3 separate regions of the Zea mays genome follow, and regions 2 and 3 are each linked to region 1. A link is a contact called in public Hi-C data. All regions are on one chromosome and are shown on one strand. The core of a region is the stretch at or near the end of the contact, and the rest is flanking DNA. Distances in the headings are between cores, read along the strand shown.

Region 1 (2,700 bases), core at 18-2,517:
CCGTGATCTATTCCAAAACTAACTAGATCTTATACATCTAAGCTAGTCATACCAATCTAATCTAGATCCCATCTAGATCTAATCTAAAGTAAGTTACTTAACATGTAAGTCAATAGTGGTGAAATAAATTAGACCCTACTCCTATAAACATGTTTTAACCTATAATAGTGCCCTAGACCAACTCGGCCATGCGCAACAACCTAACCTTTGTATAACCTACACAGCCCAACATAAGAACCAAATAAACTTTGTTTAACGTACCTCATGTGTCACAACCAGCGGCCTATCTAAACCTCCTAAACCACAAACTGAGGCACCAAGATCCGAGAAGGAAGACATCAACCCCGTCAAGGAAGGCTAGAAATCAAACCAGATCTACAAAAGGAGTCTAGGATTCAACATCCGAAGTAGAAGTTTCGTTGTCTAACCTTATCTTGTTCTAATCTGCCTCAACCTTACCTATTAGCTCAAACATAAAATACTCAAGTGTTCCCAACCACACTTACTAATGGTGAGAAACTTTTAGGTGTACTAAAACTAATTGGAACCAAAAGTTAAAAAACAAACAAACCTTTTGCGTCCCTTCCTTACTAATCTCGAGGACGAGATTATTTTTAAGGTTGTAGAATTTGTAACGCCCTAAAATTCTAACTAGGGATTTAACTTGAAACTCATACAAAGAAAACATTATAGTAGAAAAGACCCTCAATCTATTTGCCAAAATGGAGAATTCATCGCATGAACTCAAAATTTCTTTTTTAAAAATATTTAAATTAACTCTTGACATAGATTATACATTAGTTAGAGTAAATGGGTATTAATTTGTGAAGGAACATTTAGTTTAATACACAAATATATATGTATATATATATTAGAGTTATGTGTGTACACTACATGATTGAAATAGTGGTCAAAATGGCTAAAATAATTTATAAACATGTATAAATGTGAATATCATCTCATGCTGGGTTTTCTTTCTTTTTGTATTGTGCATTTAACTGTAATTTGAATTTCCGAAACCTAGGTTGAGTTTGAACTTGAAACCCAATTTTTAAACATGGAAACAAAATGGAAATAAAAAAGAAAAGAAAAGGGAAAAGACGCAACCTGGGCCAACTATCCCTCTCCTAGCCCATCCCGTTTTCCCCATCTCTCGTGCTTGGGCCGCCGCTCGGCCCACCTCCGCCTCAGCCGCTGTCCTGAGCCCACTCGCCGTGCGCACATCTTTAGCACTTCACACTATCCTGTGGGGCCCTGCGCTAGTACCTACACGCCGCGCACACCTTTTCTCTCTGGTCACCGACACGTGGGGCAGGGATGTCAAAATCATCCCTATCCTCTGACGGACTCAGCGCGTCGCGACCACTCTGCGTTTCGGGGAGATCCACCAATCGATTACCCCCCACGCGGACTCCACCCGTGGTGCATAAAAGCCAAGCCTGAGATCCCCTATTCCCCTCATAGAATACGACACCGAGGGCAATCGCAGCGAAACAGAAAGGACGAAGGAGGGAGAAAAGCTTCCACCACCACCACCCAACTTTGCCACTAGGTCGCCCTAGCCCTCGAAAATTGTATGGTGCGAGCAGCGTGCTCGCGTTGGTCCCGAATCCGGGTGGTTGCCGGAGCAGCCAGCCTCAGGGGCCCTAGAATTTCTCGTCATTGCGGAACTCCGCCCAAATCTATGCTCCGTCATGGACTACCGTCCCTATGTGTCGATCGACGGTAAGACAACTCCAATTGTTTTTGCCTTGGTGTCCTCTGCGTGTAACACTGATTTTTCATGGGGATTTTGCGCTAGTACGGGTGATGGCCATCCACCGGCGGAGCACCACCGTAGGTCGGGTTCGCGCCGCCGCTCTGGAGGTCAAAGGGTAGAAGCACGCCTCGGACCATTGGATCGTGCATCGACGATTAATATTAGATCAGTGGATACCGATTCGGTGGGGAATCGGGGCATTGTTGTGAGATGTGGTCGTGGCAGTCGGATCGGCGTTGGACGATTAGGATTAAAACATATCCCCCCATTTTCGTGGGATGCATCCTCGTCGTCGGTTGATTGGTAGACGGCCCGGTCGCTCTGGGGCGCTCTATCGTTGATCTTTAATCCAACCGCTACAAATGCATACCTATTGGTGCTATTTAAAGATCTAATTTGGGATCTTGGGTATGCATCCAATGTTCAGAATTGAACCATACCCCTTCATCCACGTCCTTTTTTGCGCAAGAGTCCTCAGGTTCTTAAATAATCAACCTGCTGTCCTATGCAATATAAAAACCATTACAAATTAGTCCTACTATTTATAAAATAGACTCGGACCTTTGGGAAATTAATGTCGCCGCCCATTTTTCGGTTAACAACAATAACAAAATCCAAAAACTGATTTCTAAGTATAAAAGTAATTCCAAAAATCATAGAAAATCCATAAATAATTTATTCTAACTCCGATTTGACCCGTTCAAATTGCGTTTGATTCGCAATAAAATTTACTACACAATGACAAAACCTTATTTTGTCAAATCTCATACTTTTATAGTTAGGTATTATTTATCCTATATAGAGTAGATTAATCTTTTTATCTAAGGAATCTAACTATAAATATAAGTTGACCAGTAGATGAACTATGATAAAGTTATAGTTTAGATTAAAATTGAATTAATAATTTCTTAGATTATCTTTCCCACATAATTGATAGAATT
Region 2 (2,700 bases), core at 76-2,575, 130 kb before region 1:
CCAGACCCTCTATTGCGGAACGCATGAATAAAAACGGTTACACCTTCTACACCAGAACGGAGGGAGTCAATGGGTATCACATTGTTAGCGAAAGAATTTTTTTTAATAATTCAGGTTACTTTCTAAAACTAAGAAGCAAATTACTCAACTCAACCAAGCAATGTCAAGTTGGTAACAAATGAATGTTCAATACGATAAACATGTCATGAAGGAATATAGGATACTAGCCTGATATACTCAGCTCACCAATACTCCCACAAAAAAAAGGAAGAAAAGCATGTTCTGCAGCTTCATTTAAACACCTGTGGAGGCGAAAAAGGATTGGTAATTTGTGTTTTAAGGGGTTAAAGCATTTCATTCATAAATTCCAATCACTGATAGCTTACTCTTGTAAATGCTTTTCCCAATACTTTTGCTGCCAATCCACAGTGACCAAATTATTATGTCCAGTATTACCACCCAGGGGCCAGCGAAGTTTGAACAACAACTGCCAAGTGCTGTTGAAATCTTCACACCTGAGAGCAGACATCATATATGTCTGGTCAGATATTCAAACATATGTTGGTGCTACCGATTATTGTCTTCATTCCATTGCAATACTATTAACATAGTATTATAAAAACACGTTTTTTGTTGCATGAATGCGTGCAAAACCTTGAACGTTTCACCCCACGTCTTTCTCCATCTTGCACTCCAAGTCCAGAAGTAGTTTCAGCAGAACAGTATCTGAAACGAGAAATAATGAGCATAACATTTAGCTCTTCCTTTATGAAGATGCACGATTTTCTCAGAGGAAGGAACATATGATACAGAAGATGTGGAAATTGGAGTAGCAATAGAAGGTAAACGGGCACAGGAATGGGCGTGATGTTGTCTGTTAATGTTTACGAATTGGTACATAAATGGAGAGGGGCAGGCCGGCAGGGTACCGGGCATGTGCAGCGTGATGGAGTGACTCAAGTACGACAGGCGGGAGCCGGGACGCCAGCCGATGGAGAAGCTCCCAGGGAAGCCCCTCCGCCAACTCCTGTGGATGCAGGCGGTCCTCGTCTGCCTCCCCTCCATCATCTTCCGAGAATCCGGCGAGACCGCCGCCGCCGCTGCACCCTCCTGACGAACCCGTTCGGCCCACGCCGCCGCCTGCGGCGGCGTTGTCGCTGATGAGACGATCAGCTACCGCATCCAGGCACAGCGAAAGCAAGCTTGGTGCCAGAGCCTTGTTGGAGAGCTCCTCCATGTGCACACCACAGTCCCTCTTTCTCTGTCTGTTCCACCCTCTCTCTGATGTTGATGTGCCGGTCGCCACCGGCCGCCCGGCGAATCTACAGTCCTTAGGGTCATTGCCAAACGGGCCGCCCGGGTCCAGCCCATTTTAGACCCGGTCCGTCAGCCACGGTTAAAAAATCGGGCGGGTTCATTTAAACACGCGGACTTGTTTCTCTGTCCGACCCCGGCCCACAGCGGGTGTAAACGGACCAGATTGGCCCGGTAAACACGAAAAAAACGGACTAAACGAGCCGGTAAGCACGATTTAGTGGAAAAAGCGGGTTTGGCGGGCTTAGAGATAAACGGTCGTGCCGAGCCAGCCCACCGTGCTTAGTTTCCTGTCCGGGCCCGGCCCGCTTATTTATGCCTGGTCGGACCGGGCCCACATAGAACCGAGCCGTGTCGGGCTCGGATCGAACCCAAACAGCGGGCTTCGTGTCGGGCTCATGGGCCTCATGCTTATTGGCCATCTATAGGGTCAGCTGACCTCGGTCTCGATTAGCAGCTACAACGTACATTTAAATCCATATATAAAAAAAATTCTAAGTGTGGGGATCTCTCCAGAAATATATTGTAGAAGCCAAACATCCTAAAGTTTTGTTTGGATACTTTAGTATTGACCCCAATCCACGTGTGTTGAGGTGGATTTGGGTGTAAATTAGTTTAAGTTACACCCCAATCCATCTCAATACATGTGGATTAGGATCAATACTAGATTACGCAAACTAAGCCTAAAAGAGTTATTCGCTAATATGCTATAGGATCTATAAATTATAGACACAGATGAACCCATGAATCATCGACATATATGACATAATAGCAAAGAGGCACCACTTTTGTGGATTGCAAAATTGCAAATATTTCTCTAAAATTAGCGGATGGAGACCTCTCCTACGCCTCCATCAACGTCCACTACTGCTTGCGATAAACATAGTGTCGCTGAGGTTGCTCTCTACGCTTGCCTCTCTCCTTGAAATCGATTCCTCTAGGCATTTGTGACTCCAGGTGGACCCTGGCACCTGCCAGGCCCACCTGGTAGACTACAAACACTCGACTGTAGAGGATCTCAATCCCTCTCCCTCCCGCGCCTGCTCAAAATCTTCCCTTCACGCTCATCTTCCTTCACACACTACATCATCCTGGTCGGAGGTTGTTGATCACTTGTTCTCAAATGCTATGAATTAAGAACAAGGCAACACAAATGTTAATGGTTAAAGACCTTCGTCCTTTGAAGCATTATCTCCCTTAGGATATAGTGATCTTCAGACGAAGGTCATGAAGGACATACCTTCATCACTTCAATGTATAAAGATATAAACTGGGACATATGAAACACAGAAAAAGTATGAATAATCATCTTGAATCATTAGATTATTCATATCATCATTGTATAATCATAAACAAACATCAATGATATATAAATTACATTTGTAC
Region 3 (2,700 bases), core at 129-2,628, 190 kb after region 1:
CATGCAGGAAAGCCAAAGGATGGTAACACTTATGTCTTTAAGTGCAAGTATCTTCAATTATCATTTCTCTTATGTCTTGTGTAGTCACATAGAAAAAGGAAGCACTTAAGAATGTTGTTAAATTATGTCACCATTCTTTGGAGAAAGTTCCTCTCATATGGTAGATTGCATTTTCATCATTTCTATATTATGGCGATCTACATGCTTTAAATTTTTGTAAGTAGCTCATGGCATGTTTTACGTTAATTATCATATTGTTGCCATGTTCTGAACATAAACAGAAATATTCGAAGCTCTTAAAAGAATAAGGTGTCATATAAGGAATTTAAATCCTTAGGACACTTATAAAAGGGAATTTCTCTTTATGACTAGAATCGTAAGACTAATGCTTTTGTCTAAGTGACTTAAGTAGTCTCACATCAAGAGAATGAGTTTCTCTATGGAATGTGTAATCTAACATAAAAAGAAAATCAATCCAATGATATGTGATGTATATCTTCTTACTTAAATTGGATATGATTCTTCTACATTAATCGCTATTGTAACACCCAAAATCTTAACTTGCGAGTTAAGGAAATCCTGAAAAATAATCATAAAAATAAGTATCCTTGATAAATAAATGAACTTTAGAACTCACCCTTTCTAAAGTAAATGATCATAATAGAATAATATTAGATAAAACATATCCTAATAAAGATTAGGCATTTGAAAAATGTTTTCTATCAAAATAAAGGAATATGAACTTTGGGATCTACCTTGAAATTGATGACACACCCAAAATAATATTCTATGTAATAAATGTGGTGTGTGTATTTCATGTTCAAAACATTACCTAAATAAAATAATAATAATAATAAAGTAACTAAATAAATAGATTAATATAATTAGTGCACATCATTTTGGAGTTCTATTTGTGCATTTAAAGAAATTAAAGGTTTGAAATTCAAGCTTGTGTTTGATTTGAAATTGAAATAGGAAAAAATGGAATAAGGAAAAGGACAAAGAAAAGGGTCACCTAAACTAACCTGGGCTTAATCCCTTTTTCCTCGGCCCATTTCCATCCTCCGCCATAGCCGCCTAGCCCAAACTCCCACCACCGTCTACGTATCTGCCTTGCGGGACCCGCTCGCCAGGCTTCCACTCAGCCGCACGCGCTGCTCGCTTTCTCACTAACGTGGGGGCCCCGCTGACTAGGCGCACCTTCCTTGGCTCGCCTTGGGTTGCTGCTGGTCGGTCCGCCACGTCGGACTCATCCATATCAGGGACCGTTGCGAATGAACACCGTGACGAGCGCAGCTCACCATGGGACTTGGCCATGTCGTTTTCCTCGGCAGGTGCTGCATATATATGGACCTCCTTGGCTTGTCTTGACCGATGGGCTTGTTCTCCAGCCCACCCAAATGCCATCGAGAAAGAAGGACCGGAGAGGGGTAGCGCAGGGGAGAGAGAGGGACAGGAAATCCATCACTGGCCAACACATGCTTTGTGGGCGCTCGGGCGTTAGAGGGGTATTCTGGGGCAGCGCCATAGATTCGGGGAGCTTCGACGACCATCAATTTATCCATTGGACCGTCGGCGTTTGGGCAATTGCTCGCCGGTGCGACTCCATTGCTGCGGCTTGATCCTCCGCCGAGGACCGGCTTCGCCACCTCGCCCTCGCCGGTGAGTCATCGACCCTCGTGTTCGGCGAGTCCTACTAAACGCATTGTCGGTCGTTTTAGGCATCAAGTCAGCGGGTGCTGTATCGAGGTAACTCAGATGACCCCCACCGGGCGTAGTCGGGCGGCGTCGCCGTATTCGATGGCGAGTTTGGGTGAATGATCAGAAACCGTTGATCTCGGGTTGATCGGCTCTGATTAGAACTTTGGGATACCTATTCATAGCAACGAAATCTAGCCGTCGATCGGCTATCGGGCGACTTGGGGATGCTATAACACTACCAAAACCATCAACTAAATATAATGCATTTATATTATTAATGGTAAATATGGTAATGGATTTTTTTTCTTTCAAGTATTTGATTTTTATTTGCATTTAGAGTAATTTTGTTTGCTTATATTTGATTTATGGATTGTTTAGTAGAATTTCTTTTATATTGAAAATCTAATTAATTAATATTGAAATATTGGTCAAAAATAAATATTTTAGTTATAAATACTTTGGTATAATTATTATGATTTTTTAATTATTTAAATATATATTTATTTATATTTTGAAGTGGAAAAGAAAAGAAAATGAAAAAAAGAAAGAAAACCTAACCCTAACCCTAGCTGGCCAAACCGGCCCATTTGGGGCCCATCAGTCGCGCCCCCATTTCCCCCTCTCACTCACTAACCGGTGGGACCCACCCGTCAGGGCCCCGTGGCCCCTCCTCTCCTTCTCCCTTCCGCGCCGCCGCCGCTGGCCCTGGGCTCGTGCCGCGCGCTCGGCCGAGCCGTGCTCCCGCGCCCGCTCCTCAGCATCTGTGCCCATCCGCCTCCCACGCTAGAAACCGACGCCGCCGTTTCCTCTCCCTCCCCTAATTCCCTCTCCAATCAATGGAGAGAAACGACGCCACTGATGGTGTTGAAGGCTGGCCGTTCCTCCCCGGCGCCCTCTCCTCTCCACTCTCGCTCTATAAAAGAACGAGCTCCCTCCTCTCTCCCTCCCCGAGCTATCTCTCTCTCTCTCTCTCACGCTTTCCTCTTTCCCTTGCTCGCC

Evidence for each region. Hi-C and Micro-C count contacts between places; a contact is called where the count stands out from the background.
Region 2: a Hi-C map of leaf shows a contact between it and region 1, with 2.5 times the contacts expected there. The contact joins the promoter of LOC103650329 here to the enhancer-like site in region 1. A contact is called at or near these places in 4 of 25 Hi-C or Micro-C datasets (ear, leaf and tassel).
Region 3: a Hi-C map of leaf shows a contact between it and region 1, with 3 times the contacts expected there. The contact joins the promoter of LOC111591182 here to the enhancer-like site in region 1. A contact is called at or near these places in 3 of 25 Hi-C or Micro-C datasets (ear, leaf and tassel).

Annotation. Positions count from the first base shown.
Region 1 is chr3:103,249,993-103,252,692 of Zm-B73-REFERENCE-NAM-5.0, reverse strand. No RefSeq gene overlaps it. Among protein-coding and RNA genes, the nearest start is that of LOC103650330, 13 kb to the right of the region's middle. Within about 2 kb of position 1,267, at least 20 of the 20 cell types and tissues checked have an H3K27ac peak or open chromatin away from gene starts, as enhancers often do. A contact at or near this core is called in ear, leaf and tassel, where this site is marked.
Region 2 is chr3:103,382,229-103,384,928 of Zm-B73-REFERENCE-NAM-5.0, reverse strand. It overlaps LOC103650329, which reads right to left and starts at 1,325. Exons shown (of 13, transcript XM_020550255.3): 1 at 930-1,325; 2 at 655-726; 3 at 387-515; 4 at 229-302. The coding sequence starts at 1,237.
Region 3 is chr3:103,057,572-103,060,271 of Zm-B73-REFERENCE-NAM-5.0, reverse strand. LOC111591182 reads left to right here and starts at 1,378. Exons shown (of 2, transcript XM_023302122.1): 1 at 1,378-1,662.